Linked DNA regions of Capra hircus: region 1 is linked to region 2. A link is a contact called in public Hi-C data. All regions are on one chromosome and are shown on one strand. Each heading gives the region's core, a stretch centred on a gene start, on an enhancer-like site or on the middle of the called end of the contact. The rest is flanking DNA. Distances are from core to core; before and after follow the strand shown. Region 1 holds the start of SYNE3 (nesprin-3). Region 2 overlaps SYNE3 (nesprin-3).

The links. Hi-C and Micro-C count contacts between places; a contact is called where the count stands out from the background.
Region 1: a contact with region 2 is called in a Hi-C map of blood, with 2.7 times the contacts expected there. The contact joins the promoter of SYNE3 here to the enhancer-like site in region 2. A contact is called at or near these places in 2 of 5 Hi-C or Micro-C datasets (both in blood).

What each region holds. Positions count from the first base shown.
Region 1 is chr21:59,711,209-59,716,380 of ARS1.2, forward strand. It overlaps SYNE3 (nesprin-3), which reads right to left and starts at 3,638. Exons shown (of 18, transcript XM_018066222.1): 1 at 3,430-3,638.
Region 2 is chr21:59,633,301-59,638,103 of ARS1.2, forward strand. SYNE3 (nesprin-3) reads right to left here. Exons shown (of 18, transcript XM_018066222.1): 12 at 2,668-2,829; 13 at 2,300-2,472; 14 at 1,730-1,862. Among named protein-coding and RNA genes, the nearest start is that of SYNE3, 79 kb to the right of the region's middle. Within about 2 kb of position 1,596, at least 1 of the 5 cell types and tissues checked has an H3K27ac peak or open chromatin away from gene starts, as enhancers often do.

The sequences.
Region 1 (5,172 bases), core at 2,388-4,887, 80 kb after region 2:
GCATTCTGCTGAGCGCTGTCCCCAAATGTCTCACTCACCCTCCCAGCAATCCCACAGGGAGGTGTTGGGACCTCTTAACTCTGTTGTAGAGATGACAAAACCAAGGTTTCCGCTGCCAGGACTGTCTGCCCATGTACTTCCTAGCTGCTCATTGCAAGGGAATTCATCCCGAAGTCTTGAAGCAAAGATTCCTTGGGGGATGGGCAGAGGTGGGGAGGGTGGCTACATACTTCCCTAACTTCCAATGGCTCCCCTCAGGTTCTTCTCTCAGTGGTCCAGCTGGGCTCCTTTTAGATGTTATAGGGGAAAAAAAAAAGGTTTGGAATCCACTTCTTTTAGCAAATGCCAAAGTCTTAATGGCAACTGGATCCTGCCTCATCAGTACTGTTCTCCCGATAATTAACATATAAGATTGTCCTGAGACAGGCGGTGTGGTTGGAGTGAAGAGCATCCAGCCCTGAGTTCAAGACTTGTGGTGGCCAAAGGGAGGTGTCTGGGAAGGGATGGAGTGGAAGTCTCTGGAGCAGAGTCGGACACGATTGAGCAACTAACATTTCCACTTCACTTTCATGATAAACCATAATGGAAAAGAATATATATGCATAACTGAATCACTTTGCTGTGCAGCAGAAATTAACACAACATTGTAAACCAAGTACACTTCAATTAAAAAAAAGAAAGAAAAAGAAAAGAAAAGAGGCTGCCCTGAGTTCAAATCCTGGCTCTACCACTCCTGGCCTCGGAGGAATCTCTCCTCTCATCTGTACCTGGGCCAGGAGTGGCAGCCTGGCCTGCAGTCAGAATCCTAGGAGATGAGAGACAGGAAATGCTTCCTGAGCCGGGAGTCCCCTGGAGTCCCTTGCTGGCCCCTCTGTAATCTCTCTGCTGGGTCAAGGACCAGCTTTCATGGCTGGAAGAGCTCAGAGGGAGGTAATCCAAGGCCACCCGCCATTTGACAGACATGGGGACATCAAAGCAAAGGGGAAGAGGGCAGAATTGAGGGCAGAATTGACGCTCAGGTGTCCCAACCAGACCCCCGCCATCACCCCGAACTGTGACACCTGCTCCCAGGGGCTGAGTCTGACACCCCACAGAACGCTTCTGAAGGCAAGTCCCATTTAATTCTCTCAGCAGGTGCTATAGTCATCCCATCTCTCGACGAAAGAAACTGAAGCTCTGAAAGGTGAAGTGACGTTTCCACGGTCACACAGCTGGGGAAAGGTTAACACAGGGCTGGGCCAGCCAGTCTGACACGTGAGCCGCACAGGAGGCCCCTCTGCCCACGGGGCTCCCAGGGGCTCCCAGGCCGCTTTGGAGGTGACTCTGGGCCTGCCCAGTCTGGCCTCACCAGAATGGAGGTCATCCCGCAGCCAAGCCATAATCCCCCAAAAGCCCCCACCCCAGGTTTCTGTATCCGGAGGCCACCCAGACAAGGACAGGTCCCCAGCTGTGGCAGAACACGCAAAGCACCAGGGCTAGAGGTTTGTTCCCATGGAGATGGAAGGAACTCAAACTTCCCCTCAAGGGTGCCTGCAGGGGCTAGAGGCCAGCCTGTACCCCCAGGCAGAAACCTGAGCCCAGATTCTCACCACTCCCCCTCTGAGCCACCAGCAAATCCGCAGGGCCTCTCCTCAGGACCCCCAGCAAGAGAGGAATGAGTTCCAGAAATAAGCCTTCCTGGCCCACACCCGCTCCAGCTGCCCTCCAAGGGGCCTCTTTGGCTGCAAACAAGGCCCCGGGGCCAGCAGCCTTGGCGCAGCTGTGGCGGTCTGCCTGAGAGCGGGCCTGCCTGAGGAATGCACAGAGCTACACGTGTCAGAGAGACCCACGGGGGCACAGTTCCAGGAAACAGAGCAAAACCGCCTGTTTACGCGGTGCAACTCCCTGCTCTGCCTCTCAGCGCCTGATCACTGATAGCCAGCCGTTGGCTGTGCCCCTAGTTGTGCAGGAGGTGAGGCTGGACCCTTGCAGAGTTAACTTCTGTTCTTGGCTGTGTGGCTCTGGGCAAATCACTCACTCTCTCTGGACCTGTTTCCTCTCCTCTTAAGGTTTGAAGGAGGCTGTGCTGCCAGGCTCAGAAAAGCAGCGATTCTGTGACAGTCACTTTTCCCCACTGTCTCCTCTTTTCCTCATTCGGAGAAATGTGGCATGCCCCGTGGGCATGTCAGGCTCCCCAACTGGCAGCCCTTGGCTGTAAAAGGCCCATCAGTAGTGCCAGGAGGAACCTGGGAGAGGGTCCCAGGGCAGTCCTGGGCCAGCGCTTCAGAGCCAAAGTAGTAAAACAATGACATTCATGATCACCCCAGCCGGGTTGTAATCCCCGCCTTAGAATTTTGGAAGGGAGGTCAGTGGGCTGTGCGGGGCACTCAATACTAATGGGTTGGCCAAAGGGCCATATACACCAGGTCCGCTGTTCGGAATCAAAATCTGAAGATTCTTAAGAGGAATCGGCAACCATGTGGGGCTCCTTCAGGCCCTACAGGCGATTTCTGGTCTCACTCTCCCCGCCTTTAGAGATACTGGGATGAGGCTCAGAGAGGCGGAGAAGCTTGCCCAAGGCTGCACAGCTCCGGGGATTCTGAACTAAACCGGTCCTGCCTGCGAGTGCGACTTCACCTTCCCACCGTGGGTGCGGGGATCTCTCAGGCAGGCACTACGGAGCGAGCTCGCGGTGGCCGGGAGCGGGTATTCCTGCCGGCGTTCACCGCCCGGGTCGGGGACACGCGGCGCAGTGACAGGTCCGCTTGCCCCAAGCGGAGGCAGAATGAAGACTGGAGGCGGCGCCCGACCCTGCGGGGACGTGCTGCCCGGGGCTTACAGGCTGCTCCTTCGGGGAGGGTCGGGGAGCGAAAACGTTCGGGGATTTCGCAGGCGGCAGGGAACGGTTGGGTTTAAACTAAAAATACGCGCCCGCCCGCAGCTGTCACAGCAGGGCCCCCGCCCCCGCGCCCCGGCGCGCCTCTCCAGGTCCCCTTGACTTTCGGCGATCACGATTCCTGGCGTGCGGTTGGTGAGGGGGGTCACCAGGGCTGGGCCGGGGTGGGTGTTGAGGATCTGACCCTCCGGTCCCTGTTCTGGTCCCCCGGCCCCACGCCACTTACCCGGACGGGAGCTTGCAGGAGCGCGGCGCCGCGGGCAGTCCGGGCCGAGCCACCCTCCTCCTCCCTGCGTCCCGGGCGGCTCCGGAGCGTGGCGGGGCCGGGGCGGGGCCCGGACACGCCCCCGCCCCGCCCAGTCCCCTCCGGACCCGCCACGCGAGCCGCCCCCAGGGCCCTGCCGAGGCGGCTGGGCGGGCAAGAGGCGCGCGGCGATCCGCGCGCTCGGCGGAGGGCCCGGAGGCCCGGGCTCAGCTCGGCGGGAGCCTTCGCAGACCCCCTCCCCGGGGGTGCAGGGGAAGAGAGCGCTGTCATGGGGACTCCCGACTCTCACCCCTGGTCACGCGCCCAGGGCTGCCCTCTCCCGCTCGGGAGCCGCCCTGAGTCCTGGCCACCTTCCTGCCTCCGCCTGGGTCTCATCCTTAGAGACGGTGCGGAGCTGCCGAATTCCTCTGTGCGCCTAGCCTTAGGGAGGGGGTTGGGGGCCTGGTGGGTCTTGCCCTCTCTGAGCCGAGGTGGGGGCAAAGGCTGGGACACCCCCCTCCCGGAGGCGCGAAATCCAAGGAGGAAGTGACACCTATCAACCAGCGTGACGGTGGGGGCGCCCCATCCGGCCCCTCCCACTCCACCGTCCCGGGAGCCTCCAAGCCAGGGATGTTCCCGCCCCAGGCTCCGGTGGGAGGACCCCAGGATACCGAGGGGAGGCGATGGGGGCTGAGTCACCAGGAATGTGAATCCCGCCCGTGATCGACCTCCCACAGACCCCAGGTCCACTAATGTGCTCTCCTCGGCCTCCCCGTGCGCCCCGCCCCCCAGCGGACACTTCCTCCGACGCTCCTGCGAATCCCAGATCCAGGGTCTCCCAACTCCTTAACCTCTAAATCTCATCTGCCTTTGCCTTTGTGCTCCCAGCACTTGCAGGCCTTTGGACCGTCCTCCCCCCCAGCGCTGATCTTTGTCAGAGTAGTAATTAGAGGTTTGCGCGAGAGGTTCCGTTTCCTTTGAACGGAGATGAAAGCGACTCACGTGAAGGATACAACTTGCAGAACCCTTGTACCACGTGAACTCCAGTCTTCACAATTTAGGTGTGGCTGCTCCCATTCTGCAGATGAAGAGTTAGGTGGTGGTTCTTCAGTCCCTCAGTCGACTCCGGCTCTTTTCGAACCCATGGACTGCAGCAGGCCAGGCTCCCCTGTCCTTCGCTATCTCTGGGAGCTTGCTCAAACTCATGTCCACTGAGTTGGTGATGCCATCCAACCATCTCATCCTCTGTCGTCCCCTTCTCCTCCCGCCTTCAATGTTTCCCAGCATCAAGGTCTTTTCCAACAAGTCAGCTCTTCGAATCAGATGGCCACAGTATTGGAGCTTCAGCTTCAGCATCAGACCTTCCAATAAATATTCAGGGTTGATTTCCTTTAGGATTAGGGCTTCCCTGGTGGCTCAGAGTCTGCCTGCAGTGTGGGAGACCCCAGTTCGAGCCCTGGGTCAGGAAGATCCCCTGGAGAAGGAAATGGCAACCCACCCCAGTACTCTTGCTTGGAAAATCCCATGGATGGAGGAGCCTGGCGGGCTACAGTCCACAGGGTCGCAAAGAGTAGGACACAACTGAGCCACTTCACTCACTCTTCCTTTAGGATTGACAGGTTGGATCTCCTTGCTGTCCAAGGAACTCTCAAGAGTCTTCTCCAGCACCACAGTTCAAAGGCCTCAGTTCTTTGGCGCTCAGCCTTTTTTCTTGTCCAGCTCTCACATCCGTACATGACTACTGGGAAAACCATAGCTTTGACTACACGGACCTTTATACAGACCTTTGTAGTCAAAGTAATGTCTCTGCTTTTTAATATGCTGTCTAGGTTGGTCATAGCTTTTCTTCCAAGGAGTAAGCATCTTTTAATTTCACGGCTGCAGTCACCATCTGCAGTGATTTGGGGGCCCAAGAAAATAAAGTCTGTCACTGTTTCACTGTTTCCATTGTTTCCCCATCTATTTGCCATGAAGTGACTGTAACTGTCCCAAATCTAAGGCTTCCCTGAGGGTGTTTTCCTCTTTTGGTTCCTTAGTGAGGTTGATAGGCTCT
Region 2 (4,803 bases), core at 346-2,845:
ACCAGAACCTCTGCTCTAGAGCCCACAAGCTACAACTAATGAACCGACACGCTACAACTACGGAAGCCCACATGCTACAGCTACGGAAGCCCACATGCTACAACTACGGAAGCGCACATGCCCTGGAGCCTGTGCTGTGCAACAAGAGAAGCTGCCTCAGTGTGAAACCCGAGCCCTGCAGCGAAGAGTTGCCCCGGCTTGCCACAACTAGGGAAAGCCCGTGCATGGCAATGAAGAGCCCATGCACTGCAACAAAGACTCAGTGAAGCCAACGATTAAAAAATAAACAAAAATAAAAATAATAAATAAAATGCAAGTCCACTCAGCCACGCCATCACTTACACAGCTGAGTAGCTTCTCACACTCGATGCGGCCGGAGAGCCTCAGATTCTGGCCCTGCCTGGCTCTGCGGCTCATGAGACCTGCCCCATTGTCTGAGCCAGGGCCCACAGCCATCTAGCACCCGGCGCTGGTGCTGTCTCCCTCGGGTCCTTGCAGGCACAGTCTCCTCTGCATGGAACACACTCCGTTCCACCTCTCCTTGACTCCCACTCAGCTGTGAGGCGCCCTGAACATCTCATTTTCATCTCTCCAGGGAGGGCTTCGCTACCCCCAAGTCCTTCACTCTGCAGCAGGCTGCCGTGGCCTCTGGGTCTTCTGGCTCCATGAACCACGTGTTCTGTAAACCCTTATTCTATTGCATTGCGGTTCCTGCTTCCCTGCTTCTCAAAATGTGCTTCAAGGCCTAGCAGGCTTAGCATCACCTGGGAGCTTGTAGAAAAGCAGGGTGAGGGGTCCCAGTCCAGATCTTCTGAATCAGAATCTGCATTTTGGTACGATCTGGATGCACACGACAATCTGAAAAACTCTGTGCTGGATGCTACCTTCTCTGAGGGTTGAAAGTATCTCTGTTTTATTTACAGCTGTGTCCCAGCTCCAAGCACAGTTCTCAGAACACAGAAAGACTCAGTAAGAGCTTTCTGGATGGGGAAATGAGAGAAGGAATGGACGTGTCAATGAATTAGTGTGCTGTCTTTGAAGAACAAGGAATTAATTTCTTCTCATTGTGGTTCTTTTTTTTTAAAGGCTGTCAAGGAGAGGGATGGATGATATGATATAGTGAGGTTAGTTCTTTTTACAAAATGTAGTTTCTGTGTGTTATGTGTTAGTCGTTCAGTCGTGTCCAGTTCTTTGCGACCCCATGGACTGGAGCCCTCCAGGCTCCTCTAGTCCATGGGATTCTCCAAGCAAGAATATTAGAGCGGGTTACCATTCCCTTCTCTAGGGAGTCTTTCCAACCTAGGGATCAAACTCGGGTCTTCTGCATTGCAGGCAGATTGTTTACCATCTGAGCCACCAGGGCACCAAAAATACCTATCGTGTGTACTTCTAGTTTGCAGTCTGGTGCTGCTAGCAAGCTTCACACTCTGACACTCTCTTCCCTGCAAGGGAAGCAGTCGGATCTTCTGAGGGTGAGGGCCTGCCTGCCCTAGAGATGCCCAGGACCTTCCTCAGTGCAGACCCTGGGTCTGGGGTCCCAGAGTCCCTCTGCCCAGTGGCCCAGGGCACTCTTGTGTCACCACTGGGCAGGCTCACCAGATACAGGACAGGCCCCAGTCCTGAGCTGAGCATGTGGCCCCAGGCGGGGAGGGGGTTTACTGGTGACACCTTCCCACCATCACCTGACTCGGATCTGGGCCCTCCCCAGAAGCCCATGAGATGGACTTACCTGACGGCGATGCCGGGAAGTAAGATCCGTGGGGAGGATGAGAAACCCAGACTTTGGGATGTTATTGGTGAAAATCATTTTCTTCCCTGAATCCACTTCTGTCGTCCTCTGCAGCTGCCGGTTTCTGATGAGGCTGAGAAGTCAAATCCGCCCGGTCAACGTGATGATGAGATGGGGACTTCCCAGATCACGGGAGAAGTAACAGAACCGGGGAGGGAGGTGACTTCTGGTCCTCACAAGCCCATGCCTGTCCTTCGGGTCAGAAGCTGAAGCTCCCCAGGGCACCTGCGTTTCCAGTTCCCTGCCCGAGACTCACATTACCATCATCAAGGGGCATATATCTACCGATGCAGGTGAGGCCCCAGCCAGCAGGGGCTGGAGGCTAAACTGGGAAGCTTCCCTGCTCTTACTGCCTCTACTTAGAATTGCCTGGGGATGCCCGGAGGCGCCTGGCACCACGCCTGGCACACAGCAGAACCCCAGCCATCTGTTCTAGGAACATGGCTGAGCTCTCCCTGCTGGGAAGGAGGGTTGTCTGAGACCAGGCTCCAACCCAGGAGGCCCTCTCACCTCAGCAGGCTCTCCTCCAGCTGCCTCAAGGCCCTCCATGACTTGGTCAGCTCCTCCAGCTCCCCTTGGACCACAGCAGCTCCCTCCAGAGAAGACGCCTCCATCACCAGCCGGCCGAGCGCTTCCATCACGGGCAGCTGGGCTTCCTTCTCCGGGAATTCAGCCAGCAGCCTCTAAAGGACATACAATCACACACGTACACACACACACACACACACACACACACACACACACACAGTTAAGTCCTGGGGTGGTGGGGTGTCTGCTCCCTGGTATGAGAGCACCATTCACCACCCTCCGCCCGCCCCGAACCTGCCTTTGGGATGCAGGGGAGAGAATAAGCATCTCTGTGAGGAGATTCATCTTACCTCAACCTCAGCCTCCCGGGACTGGGCATCCCATGGGCCCGTGTCCCCACGGTAAGCCTCCAGCTTCTGTGTCATCACAGAGATCCACTGCCGCAGCTTCAGCAGATCGTGGTTGAAGGTGCAATGTTCCCGCAGGCTCTGCTGGCGTCCTTCCAGGAGGTCCTGTGGAACAGCCCCAGGGGAACCAGGCTGAAACCCCTGGCTACCCCATCCTGCAGGACCCTCAGCCCTGCCAGAGCCCTGGGGTGAGATGGCCCCCAGGGCTCCCCACCCAGGGAGGAACACGAGAGGTTGATCTTCTCTTCTGCACAATGCAAGGAATTGACTCCGGAAAGACCAAGTCTGGTTTACAGTGCCTCTAAGCCTGTTCTGCTTTTATGGGAAGTACCAAGTCTGGGTGAGGGTATGGGCGATGGGTGCTCTCTTCCACCACCAGTGTGGGGTATAAACTGGTACAACCACTTGGGAAGACTATCAGTTGGTGCCTACTAAAGCTGAACAGGTATCTGTGTGGCACAACCATTTCACCCCTGCATGTAACACAACAGGTGTGAACTTCACTTTGCAGCCAAATAGAGTGGGTATATTCTGATCGCCATCTAGAAGCACTTACTTTATTGAAAAGCATTATTTTATTTTTTCATTGACATATAGTTGAATAGGAAATCAACCCTGACTATTCACTAGGAGGACTGATGCTGAAGCTGAAGCTCCAGTACTTTGGCCACCTGATGTGAGGAGCTGACTCACTGGAAAAGACCCTGATGCTGGGAAAGATTGAGGGCAGGAGGAAAAGGGCGCAACAGAAGATGAGATGGTTGGATGGCAGTGTTTACTTAATAGACATGAGTTTGAGCAAACTCCGGGAGATAGTGGAGGATAGGGTAGCCTGGCATGCTGCAGTCCATGGGGTCGCAAAGAGTCAAATACAACTGAGTAACTGAACAACAGCAATAATTGATTTACAATGTTTCAGGTGTATAGCAATGTGATTTCATTAAATTTCTATCAATATAAATATGTATACATCTATATAGATATCTGTATATATACATTTTCTTTTTCAGAGTCTTTTTCCATTATAGGTTATTATTAACATATTATTTTCTTATCATTTGTTTGCTTTTATTTCTCTTTTTGATGATAGAAAAAGCATTATATTAAATTTGTAAATCGTGTGGGTAACTTGTACTATCTATGAATTTCAGGGTTGCAAAGACGATGCCAGAAATTCTTTATTAAAATGGAGCACACAGGGTCCAGAAGGGTGAGAAATCCTGCCTTAAACTAAACACTTTCCTGAGCTGCAGATGCCTGAGAGCTGGCTTTGCACACCTGGGACTCTTGTTACAGATGCAGACCCAGGACTTCACTTGAATCAGTGTCGTCAGGGTAGGGCTGGGACAGACATTTCAGCTTGTCCCACTACCCACACCACCCTGCTGCTGCTAAGTCGCTTCAGCCGTGTCCGACTCTGTGCGACCCCATAGACGGCAACCCACCAGGCTCCCCCATCCCTGGGATTCTCTAGGCAAGAATACTGGAGTGGGTTGCCATTTCCTTCTCCAATGCATGAAAGTGAAAAGTCAAAGTGAAATCGTTCAGTCGTGTCCGACCCTTCGCAACCCCATGGACTGCAGCCTACCGGGCTCCTCCGCCCATGGGATTTTCCAGGCAAGAGTACTGGAGTGGGGTGCCATTGCCTCCTCCACACCGCGGTCAGTCCGCCACAGACACAAGAAGGATCCAGGTGGCCACCAGAGGGCGCCGCAGACAGAGCTCACAGCCAGCGGGACCCAACTTGCAACCTGGCATGAACGCAGCAAACACGACAGGAGGCTCCTGTGTGGGTGCGGCCTGCTCCGTGCTTTGGTCTCCTGGCACGTGCGGAATTGTATGTTTCACTTGTGGATGCGTATGTTTGACATGTGGAATCGTTTGTTTAACTTGTTGCTGACTTGTTGTCCATCTACCCATCGGCACTTAAGCCCCAGGAAGGCAGGGGGCTCGCTGTCCTGCTCACAGTGTCTCCATCCTCAGGACCCAGCATCCTGCCTGGCATACAGGAGACGCTCAATCATGAACAAATGAGGAAGGGAAGAAAGAAAGAAAGGGAGAAAGAAAAAGAAGGGTTGG